Regions from separate parts of the Zea mays genome. Here region 2 is linked to region 1. The links are chromatin contacts, called in public Hi-C maps. All regions are on one chromosome and are shown on one strand. Each heading gives the region's core, a stretch centred on a gene start, on an enhancer-like site or on the middle of the called end of the contact. The rest is flanking DNA. Distances are from core to core; before and after follow the strand shown. Region 1 holds the start of LOC100282144 (IAA-amino acid hydrolase ILR1). Region 2 holds the start of LOC100194201.

The links. A called contact is a pair of places that touch in the nucleus more often than the background predicts.
Region 2: a contact with region 1 is called in a Hi-C map of ear, with 2.1 times the contacts expected there. The contact joins the promoter of LOC100194201 here to the promoter of LOC100282144 in region 1. A contact is called at or near these places in 2 of 25 Hi-C or Micro-C datasets (ear and tassel).

The regions. Positions count from the first base shown.
Region 1 is chr5:113,761,501-113,766,504 of Zm-B73-REFERENCE-NAM-5.0, reverse strand. LOC100282144 (IAA-amino acid hydrolase ILR1) reads left to right here and starts at 1,925. Exons shown (of 5, transcript NM_001155056.1): 1 at 1,925-2,327; 2 at 3,398-3,523; 3 at 3,786-4,100; 4 at 4,191-4,319; 5 at 4,417-4,962. The coding sequence starts at 1,962. The coding sequence ends at 4,785.
Region 2 is chr5:114,382,646-114,387,649 of Zm-B73-REFERENCE-NAM-5.0, reverse strand. It overlaps LOC100194201, which reads left to right and starts at 2,145. Exons shown (of 4, transcript NM_001139246.1): 1 at 2,145-2,192; 2 at 2,258-2,657; 3 at 2,756-2,860; 4 at 2,956-3,330. The coding sequence starts at 2,269. The coding sequence ends at 2,962.

The DNA.
Region 1 (5,004 bases), core at 676-3,175:
TGGGCAACACAATCATGGTTAAGAACTCCAACATCAAATGGAGGATGTGTATTAATTTCACATACCTCAAAGCATGCTCGAAGGATGAGGTTCCACTACCAAGAATTTATTCCCCATCTATGCATGCATGTGTGTTCACGTTCCAAAAAAAATAGAATGTTTCAAAAAAAAGTTATCGATACAAGAAATTTAAAAAGTTTCATCACTTAATCTTTTTGAATGAGCTAGGTTGTCTTCAGATCCGTAATAGCTAGCAGGCCTTCAACAGATGCTAAGAACTCGTGAATATGCGAGGTCCTACTAAATATCCTTTATTAATCGATCGGCCTACCAACATCACAAATCAACAGATGCATGCACAGACTCAAAGCGACCAGTCCAAAAAAAGCTCGAAGGAGCATTACTCCAGCACCTCAAAGAACAACATAACTATAGCATCGTATATTTGATAAATGGAAGAAATTTCTGAGATTAAAAAATGCCTTTAGGACAGATCTATACATGCATGTGTGCTCACGTTCCAAAAAACAAATGGAATGTTTCAAAAAAGGTATCCATACAAGAATTTTAAAAGGCTGTATCACTAAATCTTTTGAAATGAGCTAGGTCGTCTTCAGATCCGAAATAACTAGCATGCCTTCAACAGATGCTAAGGACTCGTGAATATGCAAGGTCCTACTCAGTATCGTCCCTTCGTAATCGGATCGGCCAACCAACACCACACATCAACATATGCATGCACAGACTCAAAGCGACCAGTCCAAAAAAAACTCAAAGGAGCATTACTCCAGCATCTCAAAGCACAACATAACTATAGCATCGTATACTTGATAAAATGGAACAAATTTCTGAGATTAAAAATGCATTTAGGACAGATCTATGCATGCATGTGTGCTCACGTTCCAAAAAATAAATAGAATGTTTCAAAAAAGTTATCCATACAAGAATTTTAAAAAGATGCATCACTAAATCTTTTGGAATGAGCTAGATCGTCTTCAGATCCGAAATAACTAGCATGCCTTCAACAGATGCTAAGGACTCGTGAATATGCGAGGTCTTAATAAGTATCCCTTCGTAATCAATTGGCCAACCAACATCATACATAAAGAGATACATGCACAGACTCAACCTGTCCAAAAAAGCTCGAAAGAGCATTACTCCAACGTCTCAAAGCGCAACATAACTATTGCATCGTATATTTGATAAAATGAAACAAATTTGAGACTAAAAAATGCCTTCAGGACAGATCTATGCATGCATATTCCAAAAATAATAACTATAATGTGTCAATAAAAAGTTATCAATACAAGAATTTTAAAAAGCTTCATCACTGAATCTCTTGGAGTGAGCTAGATCGTCTTCAGATCTGAAATAGCTAGTAGGCCTTCAACAGATGCTAAGGACTCGTGAATATACGAGGTCCTAAGTATACCTTGGTAATCGATGGGACAACCAACATCACACATCAACCGATGCATGAGCGACCAGTTCAAAAAAGCTCCAAGGAGCATTACTCCATCATCGTATATTTGAAAAAATGAAAAAAAATTCTGAGATTAAAAAATGCCTTTAGGACAGATCGATGCATGCATGTTTGCTCACGTCGAAAAAAATAAATAAAATGTTTCAAAAATGCCTTTAGGACAGATCGATGCATGCATGTTTGCTCACGTCGAAAAAAATAAATAAAATGTTTCAAAGAAAAGTTATCAATATAAGAATTTAAAAAAGCTGAATCACTGAATCTTTTAAAATGAGCTAGGTCATCTTTAGATCCGAAATAGCTCGACTCGTGAATATGCAAGGTCTAGGTCCTACTGACTATCCCTCCGTAATCGGATCGGCCAACTAAAATTACACATCAACAGATGCATGCGACCAGTCCAAAAAAGCTCAAAGTAGTATTACTCCAGTTTCTCAAAGCACAACACATTAGTTATTTGCAAATTAATACAAGTGCCATGGCCGCCTTCGCCTCAGCTATCCTCTTCACCGTACACTTAGCGCTTGCATTTCCCTTCCGCTTGTCGTCGGCGGAGGCGCCGCCACTACTCGGAGCCGTCGTTGGAGAACAACAGCCGCTCCTCGAGGAGGCGCGCACGCCCAGGTTCGTCACGTGGCTCCGCGGCGTGCGGCGCCGCATCCACCAGCGGCCCGAGCTGGCCTTCCAGGAGCACCGCACCAGCGAGCTCGTGCGCGCTGAGCTCGACGCAATCGGCGTGCCCTACAGGTGGCCAGTCGCCCAGACCGGCGTTGTGGCCACCATTGCTGGTAGCGCCGGGCCCACGGTCGCGCTCCGGGCCGACATGGACGCGCTCCCCGTGCAGGTCTGTGTATGAGTATGAACAAACAAAATTTAGGGGTTTTTTTTGTGTTTGCTAATAATATGGACATTCCAACATTATACTAGTAGAAGCTTCAGGCATATTTGTTGGTAATAATATATTACAAGACATATGAAACGGAAGTCTATTGTTATATACCATGTGTTTGGTTCCATTCCCTGTTGGTGCAACTATATTTGCATATACAAAATGCAGTGGTTCGCTGTATTGCAAGAGACAGGTCAGCACGAACCTCAAAGCGCCGCGAGCCAGGCCCGGTGGGAACGCCCAGCGCGGTCGCACGCGCGTGGCCAGGCTTGGTTGAGCCGACTGTTTACTCAAGCACGCGGTCGCACGCGCGTGGCCAGGCTTGCCTAAGCCGACTGTTTACTCAAGCACGCAAATCGAGATGTTGGTTTTTTTTTGGTTTTTTTGTTATATCTTGTAATTAAAAGATTTAATTACCGAACCGATTTCATATCTGTGTTTTTGATATTTTTACGAACGAAACTAGACCACACATGCTATGTATATTTTAAATAAAAAATTACGTGATTAAGATTAGTATATAATTAGTGTTTATTAACATATAGTTAGCGTCTATGAAATAATTTTAACATATAATTATTGTCTACTAATACAATTTTTATTTATTTAATAACACTTTTAACTCATACAATAAATATTCATACCGGTAACTAAACAACATCTCTCATAAACCAGACTGATCGCATGTAGACAACCAAACACAAGAAGTTGCATGTGTTCAGTCAGACCAGTCAGAGCCAGACTCACTAGATACGAGTCAGGCTCAGCCATGCAGGCAACTAAACAGGCCCATAGAGAATTTTCCAAGCCGGCATGAGAGTTTTTTTTAATGTCAATGTTCTAGGGTTGTCTTACTTCTATAGCAGTTCGAGTTTTTTATTGTTAGTTCACCAGTAAGATTTAGCAATGGTACATGTATGTATCCGATAGAACATGAATTGGATGTGGTCCTGGCTAACCACGACCATGAATCGGATGCGCCATATTGCTCAGTACTTGAATTGGTATTAGTCGTCCTTTTGCAGGAAATGGTCGATTGGGCATACAAGAGCCAAGAAAGTGGGAAAATGCATGCTTGTGGGCACGATGCGCACACAACAATGCTCCTAGGAGCTGCTAAGCTACTTCAAGCTCGGAAGGGTGACTTGAAGGTATCATATATATATCTGCAATTCAAACCACCTGAATTTGTAAATAGCATAGAACTGTCAGTGTAGTTCGTTAAGAAGAAAAAAAGGAAGAAAGAACTGTCAGTGTAGTTCGTTAAGAAGAAAAAAAAAAGAAGGAAGAAAGAACTGTCAGTGTAGTTCGTTCAAGAAAAGAAGGAAGAAAGAACTGTCATTGTTATGGTTTTTTCTCTTCACTAGATCATTTTCGCATTCCATGCTAGCTCACAGTTATTTCCTTCGTCAGGGTGCTGTAAAGCTTGTGTTCCAACCATCAGAGGAGGGCTATGGCGGAGCCTACTACGTCTTGCAAGAAGGTGCTCTTGACGGCGTGTCAGCCATATTTGGCTTGCATGTGGACCCAGCACTTCCAGTAGGTGTCGTCGCATCAAGGCCAGGACCATTCACAGCGACAGCGGGTCGGTTCTCTGCAACTATTCGTGGGAAAGGTGGTCATGCCGCAGTACCCCATGAATCCGTCGACCCTGTTGTGGTTGCAGCCACTGCAATCCTCAGCCTTCAGCAAATCGTTGCTCGTGAAGTGGATCCCCTCCATGGTGCAGTAAGTGGTCGGTCATAAGCTGTGTAGAAATTCAGGAAGATTGTTGCCTCCTCTCTGTTGCTACTTAATAGTATATAATTAATCTTCCAGGTGGTATCTATCACTTTCGTGAAAGGAGGAGAAGCTTTCAATGTTATCCCGGAGTCTGTCACCTTTGGCGGCACAATGAGGAGCATGACAGATGAAGGTTTGTCGTATCTCATGAAGAGGGTTAAAGAGGTAATTAACTAACTTCCTCTAAGACCTGAACCTATGTAAACACATCATAGTCTCTTGCTTCTACAATCGATAAATGCATGCACGTACACGTGAGCAGATTGTGGAAGGACATTCTTCGGTACATCACTGTACTGCTTCATTGGACTTCATGGAGGAGGAGATGAGGCCATATCCTGCTGTGGCCAACGACGAACGGATGTATGCCCATGCAAGGGCAGTGGGCGAGAGCTTGCTAGGCGAAAACCATGTCAAGGTTGCTCCCCAAGTGATGGGCGCGGAGGACTTTGGGTTCTACGCGCGGAGAATGGCCGGCGCCTTCTTCACCATTGGAGTTGGCAATGAAAGCACCATGGTGACTGTGCAGCAACCCCACTCCCCCTACTTTGTGATCGATGAGGACGCGCTTCCTGTCGGAGCTGCATTTCATGCTGCAGTGGCAATCGATTTCCTGAAGAAACATTCGTAAACAAAAACTTAAATAATTAATGGAGAGAAGTAGGCTTTTGATTTTCTTTGGGTGTTAGATATGCATGGTTTATATCGCTTCTTCTATATTATGTTTTAGGTGTCTGATTTTTTCTGTTGTTTAGATGACATGAAATCTTTTTATTCTTTGACTATTGAAAAAAAATCGTTAATTGCATATCGGTGATTATACTATACTACCGAAAAACGAGTCTTTGCT
Region 2 (5,004 bases), core at 896-3,395, 620 kb before region 1:
CTCTTTGCTTGCTTTCTGCCCAGGAATCATTTTTTTATCTCGTTTTGTGCGTGAAATCTTTCTCTGCATTCGAAAATTCCCTCTCTTACAGCGAAAAAGATAAAGCCTGGTTCTCAATGCTTACCATCTCAGCAATTCAATTGGCTATGTGCCTATGTCTTGATTTTTAGTTTTGGCTTTTCTTTCTCTTCTCTCACTTTCACCCATTCAATTTTGTATCATCTGACCGTCTTCGAGTATGCATTTGCATTTCGATAACCAACAATTGCTATTTTTAGTATATGAGGAAAAAACGCTAGGGCCCAAGTGGTATATCAGTTTGTGCCAAAAGTAAGATAGCTCGGGTCATTTGGTGAGCAGAACTGGGGTAAAATGTATTTGCTTCTCAACCATATCATATTTGTTTAAAGACATTTGTTTTTTTTTGCATGAACGTATCCAGGGGGTAGGGGTGGGGAGCTTCTCTTAATTTTTTTTCCTTTCTGCAAAGAAAAAGTTTCTCACATGTTGGATCCACTTAGTTGAGAAGATAGTGTGTTCTTTAACTAGTGCTAATTTCTCTTTTGTCACATGCACATCCTGTTGTACTCTCTCTCTCTCTCTCTCTCTCTTGGAAATTATAAAATGTTATAGTTTTTCTAGGTACATCACCTTTATTATATATGTAGATAGTGTAAATCAAGTGCATAGCAAAAGCTATATATATATGTAGAAATGCCGAAATATATATTTTGTAATTTAGAATGGTGGAAGTAGATGTTACGCTGTTGGTAAGCTGCTGAACACTTTATGCTCCTATCTGTCTTTGCATTTAGAATATTCACTTGGTAAGGCAGTGTCTTCATATTCATACTTGTTCCTTCTTATCCGGAAAATCAGCTAGTCCATTTCTGATCCGGAACACCTACTTTTTTGCATCTTCTTAGAAATATTTCTCTGACAATTAATTATGGAACTCTTTTTGTCATATTAGTGATAGTGTATATATATATATATATATATATATATATATATATATATATATATATATATATATATATATATATATATATATATATATATATATATATATATATATATATATATATATATATATATATATATATATGGTTCAGAAACCTAATTATCACCAGCTAATTATGGCTATGGAAGGGACCTCTAAATTCATGAAAAAAGGGTGTTTGTGTTGAAAGAGGCTTGCTTACATCAAGTTATGCTGAATAAATGATATGGGTGGGCCATGGACTTGTTGTAGATTGCTCGACAGAAATGGTTATAGCGCTGAGTTGATGTGATGGTTGCTTGGAATGGATTCCATTGTCTTTTCTCAATAATTGATAGTAAAAGAAAGCAAAGCTAGCATTGAATATCAGAAACAGGAATGACCTTTTTCTTTAGCTGCATGAATCAAAGGTTGTATATATATCGATGATAAATAAGCATAGGTTTACAATGACAGGCTCCATTCTTAACACTATTTGCATCAGAATCTAATAAGTGCTAATTTTAGGTTTTGCCTTTCCTTTCATATATTTTGTGCGATGGTCGATGTAGTGCGATGAGTTGTACTGTTGGCATACATTATGTTTTCTGTCTTTTAGCACAGATATGTTTGTTGTTTTGGAACGTGTTATACCTTCAAAATTAGGAAGTTAACTGCATCGACTTGAAGTATGCCATGAAAACAGAGAATATTTACATGCACGCCATATTTCGGATGCTATACCAACCTAGCTCCTTCTCAAATTTCATACTGCAGCGTTATCCTGTATTTTGGATAGACATTGTGAGCACACGCCATATTTCCTAAGCACAAGAATACGAAGAAGAAGTGCGCATCCCTCCATCCCATGTCTCAAAAGATGTTGCCACGGCAGGCTAAGATGCAGGGCAAAGTAGGCATTCAAACTCCCTCCCCATAATTCTTTTTCCCTTTAATGACGCTTTCTCTTCTTTTCTTTAACTCCCCCTCTTAGCTTTCTTTCTTTCTTTTCTTCTTCTAGTTTTACGTGATTCCCTTGTTCTTCGCGGGCACCAAGAATCAAAGGCACAAAGATAGGCTCACCCTCGGTTTCAGCATCCCCTCCAAACTTCGCTATAAATACCCCTGCACAGACGCACCTTGCTGCATCACCATTTCGCTAGCTCCATAGCACTTGTTCCAGCTAGCTAGGAGAGAGAGCTTTGTTTAGGTAATTTAGCTTTGTGTATATCTTCTTGGTTCTAGCTCTTTGAAATTTTTTTTATCTGGGTGCAGGCGGCGGCAAGATGAACAGGAAGCCAGGAGACTGGGACTGCAGGGCGTGCCAGCACCTCAACTTCAGCCGTCGGGATGCATGCCAGCGCTGCAGTGAACCACGTGGAGTTGGTGATCGTAGCGGCGGTGGTGGCGACTTGGGTGGGCGTGGTGGTTCCTCCTTCGGCGGTGGCTTTGGTGCTGGCTCTGATGTCCGCCCTGGTGACTGGTACTGCTCCTGCGGCGCACACAACTTCGCCAGCCGCTCCAACTGCTTCAGGTGCTCTGCCTACAAGGAGGAGGCTGCCGGCGCCTTTGATAGTGACATGTCACGCTCACGCGGCTACGCCGGCTTCGGCAGCGGCGCTGCCGCCCGTACCAACCGCCCCGGTTGGAAGTCTGGAGACTGGATCTGCACCAGGTGCTGCGTCGTGTTTTAATTTGTGGCTTCTTTCTGTCTGCATGCATATGTGCATGGAATGATGAGGTTGCTGAATAATATATATATTTTACGTACAGGTCCGGTTGCAACGAGCACAACTTCGCTAGCAGGATGGAATGTTTCAGGTGCAACGCGCCACGGGACTCCGGTAGCGCTGCCACGACGACCTACGAAAACTACTTGTAATTTACCAAATAAATCCATATATTTCCTCCTTTAATTTTGCTGGCTGCTGTGTGTGCATGCATGATCTGACCGAACGTTCCGTTTGCTGCAGGCACTGAGGTGTAGGTAGAGCAAAGTTTACAGCTATAGCGCGCGTCGACGAAGCAGGAGCAGCAGCAGCAGCATGAATTGAAGAGGAGTCCTCATCATCACATCATAAGGGAGCAGCAGTAGATTTAATTGCAAAATTAAAGACACCCGCGATGCATGCCCTATCACTAGTTTTGTTCCACCGGTACCCCTACCGCGCGTTTCTTTTAAGATTTGGTTCCCCATTTATCTGGGGACAGTAGACCCCAGATGAGACCTATGTTTGCTGTTTCATTTTCAGTTACGTTCGTCTCCGCATGCATGTTTGCGCTTGGATCTGATGTAACCCCAAAACGCTTGCTTCACAAGTACTATTAACTAGTTCTGTTGCCTTCCTATATAATATCTTGTTCATGTGTATGGGTAAATAGTTCTGACGGATGCTGGGAGGCTTCAGATAACGTTTTAGCTAGCTTCATGCACGTGCATGCAACGGAACGCGTCGTGTGAAGAAGACCGCATGCATGTTTGTCACTGTCCGCATTGGATGCTCTTTGAACTCGCCCATGCCTTGTCTTTAGCTCTCTTCGAGCCCAAGTCATTTACTGCTGTGCCGGCCGATAAGGCGCTTGCAGCTTGAGCCGCGCCTGAGCCGGAGGCTGTCTGTCTGAGAGGAAAGATCCCATCTATCTCAGTCAAAAGCGGCCGGCCAGCTCCCTCCCACGCCCCAGTACCCCACCCAGACGCACGTCGCCGCCGCAGCGGGCCGGCTCTGGGCCTGAGGAAGATCCCTTCTTCGATCGCCTCGACTCCTTTGAGACCTTTATACATGCATGTGCACTGTGCTTTTTAGCTTTGCCCGCGCGGCGGCTTCTTTCCTCCCTCTGCCTGCCTGCCCGCCTTTTATCGTGGCGACCGGCGAGAACCGGGCGGGGCATGCAGCGGCAGCGCATCCAGACCAAAGCGGCCCGCAGGTAACTAAAGGCGGGACGGGAGCACTGGCGTTGTACGGTGGCTGGCTCGCTGCCTTTGGAGAGGAGGGAGTCTGCCTCTTTTGCACGGATTTTCAAGATGATGGGAGGGACTGCGCAGAGCCGCAGTGGATAGGAGGGGCAGCGCGGAGGCTTTTCGTCTTTGGGGCGACGGCCGACGACCACAGTGACCAGGGGCCGGGGCTGCGTCGCGTTGCCCGCCGCCGCCGCGCGCGCCTTTAGCGCCCGAATCCATGAGGACCTTGTCAGGCGTATCACCGCGTGTCACGGTTTACAAAACCGCTCTGGTTTCCTGTTATGAGACCAGACCGGTAATGGGTTTCCAGTGTTTTCTAAAATTTATTTAAAATTCAAAAGTTTTGAAATTTTTATAAAAAATGAAACCGGTAAAAAAAACAGCAAAAAAGGCAAAAAAAAAAGAAAACCGGTAAAAACAGCGGTTTCACGTCAAGATAAATCGGTTTATTGATTTCAAATACAAATCAGTCGAAAAATTTAAAAACCACCTTCTCAGTCAGGAAAATTGATTCCTTCTCGTTTCTCGGTCTGGAAGCGGTGGTTTTCGGCGAGAAAAATGAAAAAGCGGATTCCAAATTTGAAAGATATAAACTGCTCGGGATTAGTGGGTTTTGGACGATTTTCGCCGAGCGGGGAACGTGTTTTCAATGGGAGGGTGAACCATGTTGAATCCGACAATTAGGGATGTAATCGGATCGGATACGGACGAATATTATAGAAACCATATTTGTTTTCATATTTTTATTTAGATTTGAATTCGAATACGGATAGCTTCGGATACAAATACAAATACGAATCTTCTCGGATGCAAATACGGATAGCCACGTGTTGAATACGAAACTAGTCGGACACAGATAGCATCGGTAACAGATTTTTTTGTCGGATACCGTGGTAAGACACCATTCCACACATATCACGACTTCACGAGTGTCGTAATCATTTAGCCACTACTTGAGTCCAATCATTTTTTAGAAATATATGTAGACATATGTTGCGTCTCCGTAAAATTACATGAATTTTATACTACTTATGTATTATTAATTCCTTTCTACGCAAAATCA